4 separate regions of the Mus musculus genome follow, and all the other regions are linked to region 2. A link is a contact called in public Hi-C, HiChIP or PLAC-seq and promoter capture Hi-C data. All regions are on one chromosome and are shown on one strand. The core of a region is the stretch at or near the end of the contact, and the rest is flanking DNA. Distances in the headings are between cores, read along the strand shown.

Region 1 (3,307 bases), core at 529-3,028, 2.9 Mb after region 2:
TGAGGAATGGGGGTGCAAGGTAGTTTCCGTCCTTATTTTTCTGGTGTTGATTTGTGTTCTGTGCTGACACCATTCTAGAGATTACTCTCCAAAGGACATGCAGACACCAAAACGACATCAATGGTGACAGCAGACTCAAAAACTGAACATCACCACTGACTTTTTTTTTTATCAGCTAAGAATGCTTTCCCTTCTGATGTTCCTGATGAAAAGGCTTGCACACGAAATGTATTTTGATACCCACATGTTCCCTTATACAAGTAAACACAATTCTGAGTACTTCTCTAGGCTGAAGTTAGTTGAAATCGTAAAATCTTGGTTCTCTCACTACTCGTTTGTTTCTGAGGCTTGCTGAAGAATCATAAATTCTTGGCAGATTTAAAAAAAAAAAAGATTTATTTATGTGAGTACACTGTAGCTATCTTCAGACACACCAGAAGAGGGCATCAGATCTTATTACAGATGGTTGTGAGCCACCATGTGGTTGCTGAGAATTGAACTCAGGACCTCTGGAAGAGCAGTCAGTGCTCTTAACTGCCGAGCCATCTCTCCAGCCCCCATAAATAACAGTAGAGGCATACCTACTTGTTTCACACAAGATTCAAGCCACCTAGTTACCCGGTTAGATGCTAAGCATGGAGTGAGGTTTTTGTAAGAAGTTGAATTGTTCAGAAAACCATACTACAGTCTCATTGTGTAGTTTTTAAAGGATCTGGTGACAGGGTTTTAATTGCCCCCTGGTGTTTTCCGATCTTAAATTCTGTTTTTTAGGAGAATAGTTGATAATTAAGAAATGATTGTTCCTCATCAAAGAAGAAGCCGAACAAACTATAAACCAAAGAATAGGGAAAGGCAAATAGACCTTTTCCGAGTTAACAAAGAGGCAACGCCTGGAAATTCGTTAATTTGCTTGAATTTCAAACCCCTCTCATCCCGCAGGTGAAGATGGCTAGCAGAAACTGAACAGGAAAGCACTTGTTTCAGCCTTCCTGAGGAAGAATGCTCTCTCTCTACAGTTAAACAGTCCCCCTCAACTAAATCTCAGGTGTGCCTGTGGGCCACAGGTCTCCAAAGAAAGCCCTAAACTCTGCCATCTAAGTGAGAAGTTGCAGTTCCGTGTTGCTCGCCTTCCTCCCCGCCTCCGCTTTGGTGCCCTATTGAGCGCAGCTAGGGCACTGCCAAGTAACTCCTTTTATGGTGAGAGGATGGATTCTTAGTCGCCTCCCCGCCCAAGCCTGGTACCTACTCACCGTGCCTCTGCCAAGTCCCACCCGGAGCTCTCGGGCGTACACACCCACGGACAACCACACACCCACTTTTCCTCTCCGCTCTGTGGCTCCCGGGTAGAGCCCTAAAGCAATTGTCCCGACATCTCAAGACCCACATGTTTGATCTGTGGGTGGAAGATGCGAGAATTTAACCACTCTAACCCGCAGAGCAATGTAGACCAGACACAGGTCCCAGCATCATTCCCGCTAAATGCCCAGCTTGGGAGTGGCGAAGCTCGAGCTGGCGTTTCCTGGGGACTCGATCTGGGGGGTTTCGGTACCTTCGAGGGAGGGAAGGCACTGAAGCTGCACCCGCAGCCGGGTGGCACCCCCGCAGGTCCCTCCAGACCTCCGCAGCTCTCCGCCCCGCCCTCCATCACCGGGCTCCTAGGCGGTGCTAGAGGAGGTCTCGCCCCGCCCCCTTTCCAGATCAGCCAATGGAAGCCCGGGCCGCGCTATGACTGTCTCCGCCCCCTCCGGGGAAACTTGCGGGAGGAGAAAAGTTTGTTCAGAGGCTGGAGACGCCGAGAGCGAAGCTCGAAACCCGGCAGCGGGAGAGGAAGATGAACGGCCTCAGGTCAGAGCCCCAGGCCCAGTGGACCCCGTGCCGCCCCCAGAGCCCAAGGAGCGGCCTCAGCGGCAGCCGCCTTCTCCGGTAGCTGTCCGTTCAGCCCGCTGCTGGGGAGGAGGGAGCCCGGACCTACGCTCTGTTCCACCTGCACGCGTGGCGGCGACACACCTGGACGCTGACCTCCCGCACTAGACCTGCGCGGGCCCTGCAAAGCTGAGACTCGCCTTTGAAAGGAGGAGGCGTTAGTAAATCAAACAAGAAACCCCAGACTGGTCTTCACCGACCCATCCCGCTAGCCTCTCTGGCTTTCCAAGCTTTTTTGAAAGCAAGATACTCTGACCTCAGTTCCGGAAAGTTGGCAGCCACCGAGCCCCGGTTCCGAGACAGCAAAAGCTTGACAAGTTCCGCACTGCGTGGGAAGAGACTGATGGCTGAGGTTGGAGGTAGGTCCTGAACATCTGAGGCCTGAGCCTTGGGCACACCGGGCTCCTAACCCCACCCTACAGGTAAGTCGGGATGGAGGTCTTTGCGTGTTCAGGCGCTCTTCCGGGAAACCAAAGAACAGAATGTCCCATAGTGTCCCAAAATGTCCATAACTTCTTTCGATGAGCATTTTATCCATTCTGTGGGGAATATCACTAGGGAGTCACTTTTCCCTTGAGAAGGGTCTTGCTCATCTCGGCGAGGGAATGAGCTGATTATGGAGCGGTGGGGGTGGGGATAGGCGGGAAATAAATATATTAATGTCAGCAGAGCGGTGCTCTTGACAGAACGGATCCAGACCTTGGGAATTTAAGTAGTCACAGTTAATGAGTAGCTACCGATGAGGAAGTTGGATCTGGGTGCTCTCCTTATCTCTGCGACACAGCATTTTGGCCATGGGTCGAACACCTTGCAAGTGGTAAATGGCTCGTTTCTCTTTCTCTCTAGGTACCATTCCTAGATCGAACCGTGAGCTCCAACGCTGTGTGTTACTAACCACCACCATCATGTCCATCCCCGGAGTCAACGCGTCCTTCTCCTCCACTCCGGAGAGGCTGAACAGCCCGGTGACCATTCCCGCAGTGATGTTCATCTTCGGGGTGGTGGGCAACCTGGTGGCCATCGTAGTATTGTGCAAGTCGCGCAAGGAGCAGAAAGAGACGACCTTTTACACTCTAGTATGTGGGCTGGCTGTCACTGACCTTCTGGGCACCTTGTTGGTAAGCCCGGTGACCATCGCCACATACATGAAGGGCCAGTGGCCCGGAGACCAGGCACTGTGTGACTATAGCACCTTCATCCTACTTTTCTTCGGTCTGTCGGGTCTCAGCATCATCTGTGCCATGAGCATCGAGCGCTACCTGGCCATCAACCACGCCTACTTCTACAGCCACTACGTGGACAAGCGGCTGGCCGGCCTCACACTCTTCGCCATCTATGCATCTAACGTGCTGTTCTGCGCGCTGCCCAACATGGGCCTGGGCAG
Region 2 (3,252 bases), core at 90-2,589:
AGCTCATTTGCTAATACTTGTCAAGTACAAAGACTATCTTTGCTTCTGGTATTTTTCTTTTCAGTTTTCCACGACAGGGTTTTTCAACGACCCCACCCCCCCCCAGGGTTTCTCTGTATAGCCCTGGCTGTCCTCGAACTCAGAAATCCGTCTCCCTCTGCCTCCCAAGTGCTGGGATTAAAGGTTTTTCTGTGTAGCTTTGGCAGCTGTGGAGCACCCTCTATAGACCAGCCTAGCCTGGAACCCACAGAGATCCGCCTGCCTCAGCCTCCCAAATGCTGAGATTAAAGGAATGGACAACCACTATCTGGCTGCTGTCAGTATTTCTGGTTAAAAAAATAAAAATCTCTTAATAGATTTTTACAAGTCATTGCTCATGTGCTTTGGGCTACTTTTGATTGATTATTCTGTTTAAGTTACTCCCACCCATTTTTTTTTCTCACCAAGTCTCACCTGCATGTTACATTTCTGTTTTTCTCCAACTTTCATTTCACAAGAAACATTTTGTAGCAACTAATGCAACTCCACAAACCTTTAGCTGGTAACAAGTTTTAAAAGTTAAGGCAAATTCTTCCAAATTATCTCCTCTGTTGGCAGATAAACTTAGTTCTGCTCTCCCTGTCAGTTAGCCTTCTGACCCCTATATTTCTTTCCTAGTTAGTCCCGGCACTCACAAATATACTAACTCTACACGTATGACATGACTCTGAGAGAACGCGGCAGATTTCCAAATTAACTCGCTTGCTTTTCTGAGCGAGCATTATCGAAGCAAAAAATGCACAGAAATGGAATCTGGATCAGAGGATTCTTCTCATTTGGACTTAATGAGTTTGCTCTTACCTCCTCGAGTATCTACAGTAAATAAAGTGTAGACAAGAAGAAATAAGCAATAAAAGCTAAAAGTCGGTTGCTGTTTGTCGTGTTTTCAAGAAACCAAGCCCTAATCTCTGAATGTTCACGAGGGCACCAACGTACAGAGAAGAAGACAGGGGAATCGGACTAGAATCCTATGGTGGGGAAACAGAGCGTCCAGTGGACCGATCACTCACTTGGGGCCGACACCATGAGCAGCTCAGAAAGGTCCGGGTACATGCGGTCTTCTTGCAACTGTCGATCGATAAGCCTCCCCGCGTTTTCCAAAGCTTCCTGCAGGGAGGCGGCGGCCGACGTAGAGGCCACCATCATAGAGCCCAGCACCGATGGCATGTCGGCAATCGTGGCCACCGCCTTATAGAAACACTCCAAACCCGTGGAGAACCGTGAGAAAAACGAAGAGAGCCCAAAACCGCTCCTCGGAACGCGCGCGGAAAACGAATAACTGGGCGCCAGGTCATGACGCACTTCCGGTTCGTCCTCCCCGGCACTGGAAGACGCCGCTTCTGGGACGGGAAGAGGAAGCAGTTGAGTGTCGGACATTGGCGAAGGCGTGAGGGAGGAGACTAGAGTTGAATTTGGAGATGGCCTAGGGAAGGGAGGAGGAGAAGGGAAGAGGATACGGGAGAGGGGAGGGGACTGGGGGCGGGGCGGGGGGGAGAGGGAAGAGGAACTTCGGGTGCTGGAGTGGGGTTGATGTCCCCTTGCGGTCGCCTGTGCGGTGGTGACATCGCGCGTGCTGATTCTTTGCTTTGAGCCCCACCCCCAGTTTGGAATGTGGCGACGGCTGAAGAGTGGCACACATCCATTACCGTGGTTCCCTGATAACTTCTAACAGTAGTTAGAAATTGATCGCTAGTTCCAGAAAGTTTACCTGTGAGCCAGAAACTCACAGCGTTTCAAATAATGGGGGTGAATTAAGAATTCATTGGATTGCTGGGCGGTGGTGGTGCACGCCTTTAATCCCAGCACTTGGGAGGCAGAGGCAGGCGGATTTCTGAGTTCGAGGCCAGCCTGGTCTACAGAGTGAGTTCCAGGACAGACAGGGCTACACAGAGAAACACTGTCTCAACCACCACCCCCCCCCCCGGCCCCCAAGAAAGAATTTATTGAATTTTCCCATGTGCGTGTCTGGGTCATTGGCTTTGTGGCTTTGCGAAATTTTTTGGTTGGAGGTCAGCGTTGGACGGTGTCTCATGCCTGTTAATACGCGTCCTATGGTTTCGGCAAAAGGATTACTGTGTCATTTGGTGAGTTCCAGATAGCGTGCTACGGAATGTGTTCCTAACTCAAAACAAACAGAGGCGGGAAGGGAGATACTGTGTGATGGGTCCTGCCAGCGGATTTAGGAAGTGGAGGCAGGAGGATAAGTTCATCCTCGGCTGTGTGGCAAGTTTGTAGTAAACTTGAGAGTCTGTCTCAAGAAAAAGAAGAAAAAAGTGTTTGTTCTTGCTGTATACCTTTCTCCCTTGTTGCCTTGGGAGAACACTCATCTGATCCATCTGTTCTCATCTCAGAGCACAAGGATATTAAATAATGGATGCATTCAACAGATGGTCTGATTCTAGGAAACCGAGTATGTACTGTGTCAGGAATCGTGCCTGCTGTTGGGAATACCAAATTACTACACTTTTACAGAGACAAAGTAAATGCCTCTCAAGGTCCAGGCATAGAGGCAGGCACCTGTAGTTGGAAGCCAGACTGGGCTATGTACTGAGACCTTTCGAAGAATCAGCCTGCCTCCATCTTACGTTTAAAAGACAGCTTACAATAAAAAACAAACTAGGTTCATGCCTGTTTATAATCAAACCTCTGTTTCTCAGGGATTAGCCTATGCCCCGCTCCCCACAGCCTTAACTACAAATGGTTCTGTACCAAGTGTTCCAGGAATGGCAATCATGTCTTTGTTTCAAAAAGTCGTTTATAATCATCTTGCAACCCTACTTTGATTCAAAAGGTTACATGGCCAGGAGCTGATGGTGCATGCTTTTAATCGCAGCACTTAGCAGGCAGACGTAGGCCGAATGTGAGTTCAATGCCAGCCCCCGTCTACAAAGCAAGTTCCAGGACAGTCAGAGCTGTCATGCAGAGAAACCCTGTCTCGAAAAACCCAAACAAAGAAACAAGAATGTTCTATGCCTACCTTGTTATAACCGCCTTGTCATGCCCATCTTGCAACCATGTCTTTGTCTCTGTTCCTCTCCTATAACCCAACCTGCTCTGTCCATCCAATCCCCCGTTTGTGAACCCCCTACTGTTGCAGGATATTTGATCACACCATGAACCCTGATATTGTGTTATTTACTGGGAAAGCCTGGTTTTAGTTGTGGTATGGGTCAGCCTAAACATATACTTTTAATTCAACAGCTTTCTGCTTGA
Region 3 (2,993 bases), core at 237-2,736, 3.0 Mb after region 2:
GTAACACTCTCTCGAAATAAATAAATGCATGCATGCATAAAAAGAGACAAAGCAAAACCCTGAGAGTGTTCACGAACACTGGCTGAACCATGATCAGTGCTAGGCCCTAGACCACACCTACTCCTCCTTCACACTGTCTGGCTTGCTGATTTTCCTAGGTAGGTTTAGGCATTTGCTCCCCTGAGGGTAACACAGCAACTTTCCGTTTAGGACTGGGAAAGGGCAAGAGAAGGAAGGGCTCTTTCTGCCCTCCTGGGAGAACGGAGCTCAGTTAGCTTGCTGTGTAATTTGACAAACTTTTTCACTTCAATCAAATATCTACTAAGGAGCTTACTATATATGCAGGCCATAGTCTATTATTTCTCCAAAACCAATGTATGAATTATTTCTTATCAGCTCCAAACTTCCTTCCTCTAAATACTTAATAGCAGGCTTAAATATTTTAAAGGGGAAAAAAGTCCACCTCACAAAGGTTGTAATCAGAATTTTCCTTGTCACAGGTGGTGGGCTAGAGTAGTTAGTTGAAGACAGAATGCTTGTGCTTTTGCTAAGGCGGTAACAGGGGATTCTACCAAAACGAACAAAAAGTCCAAATGATGTGCACTGAATTACTAAAATATAAATATACTGTGAGAATAAACGGAAACTATACCTATAAGCTAATAAATACCATCTGGAGTTAACATATGCCCTACCTACCAGGTATAGCTCTCGGAAACCGCAAAACTTCCGAAAACGGAATCACTTAAAAGCAGCATCTGCATCCAACTGTAAACCACGCATAGGAAACACCGCGCCAGTTCACAGGCATATGCATCAAAAGTCCTGACGGAGATCAATAGTCCTAACAAGGGCATTACTATTTCTGAAAGGTATCTCCACAGCTACCTTGCTTTTGGAAGAACACATTTCGATTCAGGAAACCGAAGAAGCACTTTAGTCCACAACCTCCTAAAAGCGAGGCAGCGACAACTCCGAGGACCGCCAGGGCGCGATGGGCTGGCTCTGCGCCAAGGGCACACAGGGGATCAGAAGACCACAAGAGACCCCCTCGTCCGCGCCGGGCGCCCCCGCGCGCTCAGTGCCCAACTCCCTCGCCTGGGAAAGTTGCACCCAGAGCCATCCCCGCCCCTCCGGCGCCGCGCCGTCGCCATGGCGACCGCCCCCACCCCACCGCGGCGGACCCCACAGCTCTGCAGCCCGCGGCAGCCTCGGGCTCCGCTCCCAGCGCCGCCCGGACCGGGGATACGGAGCCCAGACACCCGGAAGGCGGGCGCGGGGGAGGATGCGGAGTGCGAAAGGCGCAGTCGCTCGCCGTTCGCCGGGTCCGCGCTGGCCCGGGCGTCCTCACCCTTCACTTTCCCGAAGGTGCCGACACCAAGCGTGTCCCCCAGGATGTAGTGGCCGATCTTCACCCGCCCGTCGTGCTTCTGCTTCTCGGCCGTCGCCATCTTTCTCCAGGAACTGAGTCTGCGCATGGCGCCGCGGGAGGGGGCGGAGGGGGCGGGCAGGGCCGCGCCGGGGGCGGGCGGGCGCCGAGGGGGTGGGGACGCGGGTGCGCCGCGGTGGGGCGCAGTCGCCGGCCACCGCCCGCGCAGGCCCCGCAGTCCCCGCAGCCGGCCGCCGAGCGCACTCGCTCCCCCTGGCGGGCTAGGCGGCGGGAGCGGCGCCGGTACTCGCCTCGGCGCCCCGCATCCCTCTGCGCGCGCCCGCGCTTCTGCGCGCGGGAGGGCTTCCCCCGCCGCGGAGCCGACCGCGGCCACCCGAGGGTCTGTGGGTGCGGTACAGCACCCCACCCCCGTAATTCCCAGGAGGACGATGCTTGCTTACACGTTGCCCGGGGATAGCGCGGCGTGCTTTGAAACAAGACAGGGGACACCGCCCTACCACTGACTTGAAATCTTGATTTTCATCTCATCTCGGTGTCATCTGGAAGCCAAGGGTGTTTTCACTTGCACTTTTAATACTTACCACTGCTTTAAACAAAAAAAAACTCTGAGCCAGTAAATTACTATGGGACACCGCACATCCTGGAGAGACTTCCTAGGAAATTTGCTACCGTCAAATTTCCCCTGTGGAATGTGTGTGAGCTATGTGAATTCCAGAAAGAGGTGTTATCCCGAACTTATCGTGTTTAGAAACTAATATTTTTACATTTTCAATAAAATGTACATTTTCAGTCCACTTGAAAAAGTGTGTTGTTTGTATAAATGGAGCCATATCCAGTCACCAAAGAAGTGTGTTTATTTGTAACAGGATTTTGAAGTGAATCTGTTACTCAGTTCTAACAATAGGTAAAAATATATATGTCATCCTTCGATTTTGCAATTTGAATCTCTATCAATGTCGATGGAGAAAAAGGATGGAGTTTTGTTTTTGTGGTTTTTTTTTTTTTTTTTTTTTTTTTTTTGGAGACGAAAAATGTCATTTTTCTTTGGGATGAAAATTACCAACACTCCTAGTTTTCCCATATTCTGGCTTATGACATCAAAGCAATGTAACATCAAACGCTTTTGTTCCAAGAAAAAGTATTCAGGGGGAAGAAAGCTGCTTTAAGGTTTGAGCAATAGTTCTCAACCTTCTTAATGCTATGACCCTTAATACAGTTCCCCATGTTGTGGTGACCCGTCTCCCATCATAAAGGTATTTTCAATGCTATTTCATAGCTTTTTTTTTTTTTTGCTACTTTTATGAATCGCAATGTAAATATCATTGTTTCCTGATGATCTAAGGGGGTTGATCCCGTAGTGGGTCGTGACCCACGGGTTGAGAAACACCTGCTTCTCCGCCAAGAACAATAACTGGGAGCAATCTTCGTTAATCAACTCTCTATTTTACAAGGATTACTATAAGGCAGAAATAGCTCTGGATTCTCTCAAGGAGGGGGAAACCCTTTCAATTCTCCCACCCCTTGATCTGGCATTTTAAGTTACTTCACATTTGCCCAGGAAGGTTCTACTGTTTCTTTTAATCTACAAGAAATCAGTGGTCTC
Region 4 (3,232 bases), core at 57-2,556, 2.9 Mb after region 2:
TACAATACCGGTAAGTGCTATCAAGCGTGATCCAATGACCTGTCAGACAAACGCACACTAGTGTCTGCATGAAAGTGAGCTTTAGAGAATAGAAGCTGGCCAGGCTTAAAAGAGGGAAGACTCCTGGCATGTGTGAACATCTTCCCCAAGGAAAATGTAATGCTCTGATCTGATCCGGGATCTGAAATGCTACTGGGGAGAAAATACAGACAATAGTCAATTAATGATTCGGGACTCCCCTTCTCGGTGATTAAAATGTCCTAACATCAATTGGTATAATGGCACGATTTTGTGAACAGCAATAACGGTTACTGAGTCATAGACTCTATTAGGAGGAGTTGTATAACACGCCACTTACATCTCAACTAAACTGTTTTCATCTTACGCTATGAGCTTCTTGTGCCTCTAGGCTGTGCTTGTAATTAGTACTCACTAAAAACCGCGTACAGAAGGAGCTTTGCTTGATCTGTACCTGGATGGATAAGGCACCAAGCTTCTTTCCAACCCGATAACAGATCAAGTGGGTAAATCACAACTGTAAAGGTTTCGTGCTAACTCTCATCTGGAGTTAAAAGTCTACGTGCTCTACAGAACGATGAGTGGCATTAAGATTCTAAACATGTACGATGCTCTCCACCGCAACCGCTCGACTTGACCCTTTACCGGGCCATAAATAAGCTGGGTGCTTGCCACAGAGTTAAAAACGTCCTCCTGAACTGACTGCGTGAGAGGATGCGGCCACCCAAGATGGAAAAACACCGGCCGGAGGTAGAGAATCACAACAACCACCCTCCGAACAGGAGAGATGAATCCGCAGGTGAAGAACGAGAGAAACGGATTCCCTTAAAATGCTACCCGAGGAGAACACAGGATTCAAAACTGGCCCCTGCCTCGGCTGCAATAAAAATGAGCTCCGGCCATAGCAGCTCCTCGGGCGGCCGGGCCGGCACCCAGAACCCTGCCACCGCGCCCCGCGCCCCGTGCCCAGGTCGGAGGCACGCCCCAGGGCTCTGTGGACCTCACCGGGCCACCCTCGGCCCTCCCTCCCGCACGCAGCAACCCTCAGCCCTGTCTACCGCCTACCCGCAGCCAGTTACCTGAAAACACTCTGTGGTGCCGTGTTTACATTCCACGTGCCCTTTGGCACCGGAAACGGAAACTATTCTGCCGGGATTCTAATCTGCCTTGCCTGCCTGTGCTTCCCGATTCTTTATTTTAAAAAAAAAGCATGAAATCATCCTGGGACGTTCTAAAGTCCAGCAAGGCGGACAGAAGAAAAGAAGACTTTCTTACCCGCCAGCGCCCTTCTGCAGGACCACTAATCCCAGAAGTCACTGCGGCGCCCTAGGGACTATGGGATTTGTAATAAAGACACCAGACGAAGCGCCCTCTAACTGCAGCCGGGAATGGACTCCCGTGTTTGAGGTTGTGCTTTGCAATACACACAGTCCTCAGGTAAATAAATGGCTTACCGCCTAGTCTGACCGGCCTAGCCGCTGAAGGGTCTGTGAGATGCAGAAGGGGGGGGGGGGGGGGGGGGGCGGAGACTGAGCTGAAATAAGTGCAAAGGGTGCTGGCTTGTTTGTGTCAACTTGACACAAACATATACTTAGCTATAAAACAGGGAATCTTAACTGAGAAAATGCCTGTAGGGAAATCTATGCGGGCATTGTCTTGATGAATGATTGATGTGGGAGGACCCAACCCATTACAGGCAGTGCCACACCCTTGGCAGGTGGTCTGGCCCAAGGGGAAGCTAACTGAACAAGCCTTAAAAAGGACCAATTACTGCCCTGCTTGAGTTTCTACCTTGATTTCCTTCTATAATGTGAAACTAGACGCTGATATAACCCCTTTCCGCCCCGAGATGACTTTGGTCATGGTGTTTTATCCCAGCAACAGAAACCTTAAGTAAGAGCCGATCAGGGAGGATTGGGCTGAACTGCAAGCTTCCTGTGAGAATCCACAGCAGAGCCTGAAAGTAGCACCTGTCACTTCTTACAAGTAAATTAGCAGGCTGATGTTAACAATGGGGCACACTGAGGGAATTGAAAACTCCTTAAGTTTATCCACATAGCTGTGCTACACAAAGCCAAGATCGATTTATGGAGACCACGCTTTTTCAACGCGCCACCGCATGTCTTACTGGCTAGTTATTTGTTGAGGTAAACTGATAAGTTATTTCTCCACTGGTAAAATGAGCCAATTCAAGCCAGATTAAAATATATACAACTGCAGGTTTATTAAGAAGCTGCTCTCGGGCAGGTGAGTTCACTGGCCCCAAGGAAGGAGGCCAGAAAAGGGAGAGAAGAGGAAGAGAAAGAGAGCCCTCAGGCTAAGACAAGGGGGCAGGGGAGATGGGGAGGGAGAAAACAAAATGGATTATATAGCAAAGATCCTCTGGGGGAAGGGAGTCCAGGCCCTGTGCTGAAAATTCAGGATTGGGGGCCAGTTATACTAGGGACTGAGGGATGCTGGGAGAACCAGGAGGCCAGGTCTGCTTTGGTATGTAAAATATACACCTAAGTTGTTTGTTCCTGGGTCTGAAACCAAACAGAAACATGGTAGGATTCTGAGATACCATTAGTAATACTCCCCTCCCCACCTCCCACCCCCATCCCCATCCCCACCCCCCCCACACACACATACATTACCAAAAGGACTACTAACTTCTTTCTCTCCAAAATGTCAAATAGTCCCTGAAGGGACACTCTTACCCAACGCTGGCATTAAAATCACTGATGCTGGCCCCAGCGATGGCTTACTGCTCTTGTAGAGGACCTGGGTTCAGGTCCAACACTCAACAGAGAGACTCAAAACATCTGTGACTCCAGTTACAGGGGAACTGCTGCCCTCTTCTGACACCCACAGATACCAAGTGTCAAAGGCCCTTCCGTACCCAGAACTCGTACATATTGCCATTTTTCACAAAAGTAAACATTGGTGCTGGCTGTTAAAACGCCACAGTGATAGAGCAGCTACGTGGATTTGAGGTAATGATGCAAACTCTAATGGTAGTGATAGAGTCCTCTGTCACGCCGTTACAGTGAAACTCTGGAACACAAGTTTCTCCTGAGATGAGACCTAGCTATGTCACCTAGCAAGAGTCCCAATTTCCAGACTCACTTTAATAAGCCAAGTATCACTGCTTCGTCAAGGGCATTTCTAAACGATGGCATTCATATTTCTATGATACCAAGTGCTTTTACTGCTACGGAAGTGTGATGCCTCT

What was found. Hi-C and Micro-C count contacts between places; a contact is called where the count stands out from the background. HiChIP or PLAC-seq counts read pairs in DNA pulled down with a chosen protein or histone mark. Capture Hi-C pulls out chosen DNA fragments and counts their contacts.
Region 1: a contact with region 2 is called in a Hi-C map of CD8 T cells, with 7 times the contacts expected there. The contact joins the promoter of Ptger4 here to the promoter of Nup155 in region 2. A contact is called at or near these places in 4 of 39 promoter capture datasets (hippocampal neurons, liver and pre-B cells), 1 of 484 Hi-C or Micro-C datasets (CD8 T cells) and 1 of 9 other capture datasets (adipose tissue).
Region 3: a contact with region 2 is called in an H3K27ac HiChIP or PLAC-seq map of embryonic stem cells, with 11 times the contacts expected there. The contact joins the promoter of Prkaa1 here to the promoter of Nup155 in region 2. A contact is called at or near these places in 3 of 115 datasets of contacts at active chromatin or transcription factors (all in embryonic stem cells).
Region 4: a contact with region 2 is called in a promoter capture Hi-C map of adipose tissue, with 4 times the contacts expected there. The contact joins the promoter of Ttc33 here to the promoter of Nup155 in region 2. A contact is called at or near these places in 1 of 115 datasets of contacts at active chromatin or transcription factors (astrocytes) and 2 of 9 other capture datasets (adipose tissue and liver).

What each region holds. Positions count from the first base shown.
Region 1 is chr15:5,242,658-5,245,964 of GRCm38.p6, reverse strand. It overlaps Ptger4 (prostaglandin E receptor 4 (subtype EP4)), which reads left to right and starts at 1,778. Exons shown (of 3, transcript NM_008965.2): 1 at 1,778-2,282; 2 at 2,770-3,307. The coding sequence starts at 2,267.
Region 2 is chr15:8,107,400-8,110,651 of GRCm38.p6, reverse strand. Nup155 (nucleoporin 155) reads right to left here and starts at 1,339. Exons shown (of 35, transcript NM_133227.3): 1 at 1,050-1,339. The coding sequence starts at 1,206.
Region 3 is chr15:5,142,354-5,145,346 of GRCm38.p6, reverse strand. Prkaa1 (protein kinase, AMP-activated, alpha 1 catalytic subunit) reads right to left here and starts at 1,486. Exons shown (of 9, transcript NM_001013367.3): 1 at 1,352-1,486. The coding sequence starts at 1,478.
Region 4 is chr15:5,183,634-5,186,865 of GRCm38.p6, reverse strand. It overlaps Ttc33 (tetratricopeptide repeat domain 33), which reads right to left and starts at 1,306. Exons shown (of 5, transcript NM_026213.3): 1 at 1,098-1,306.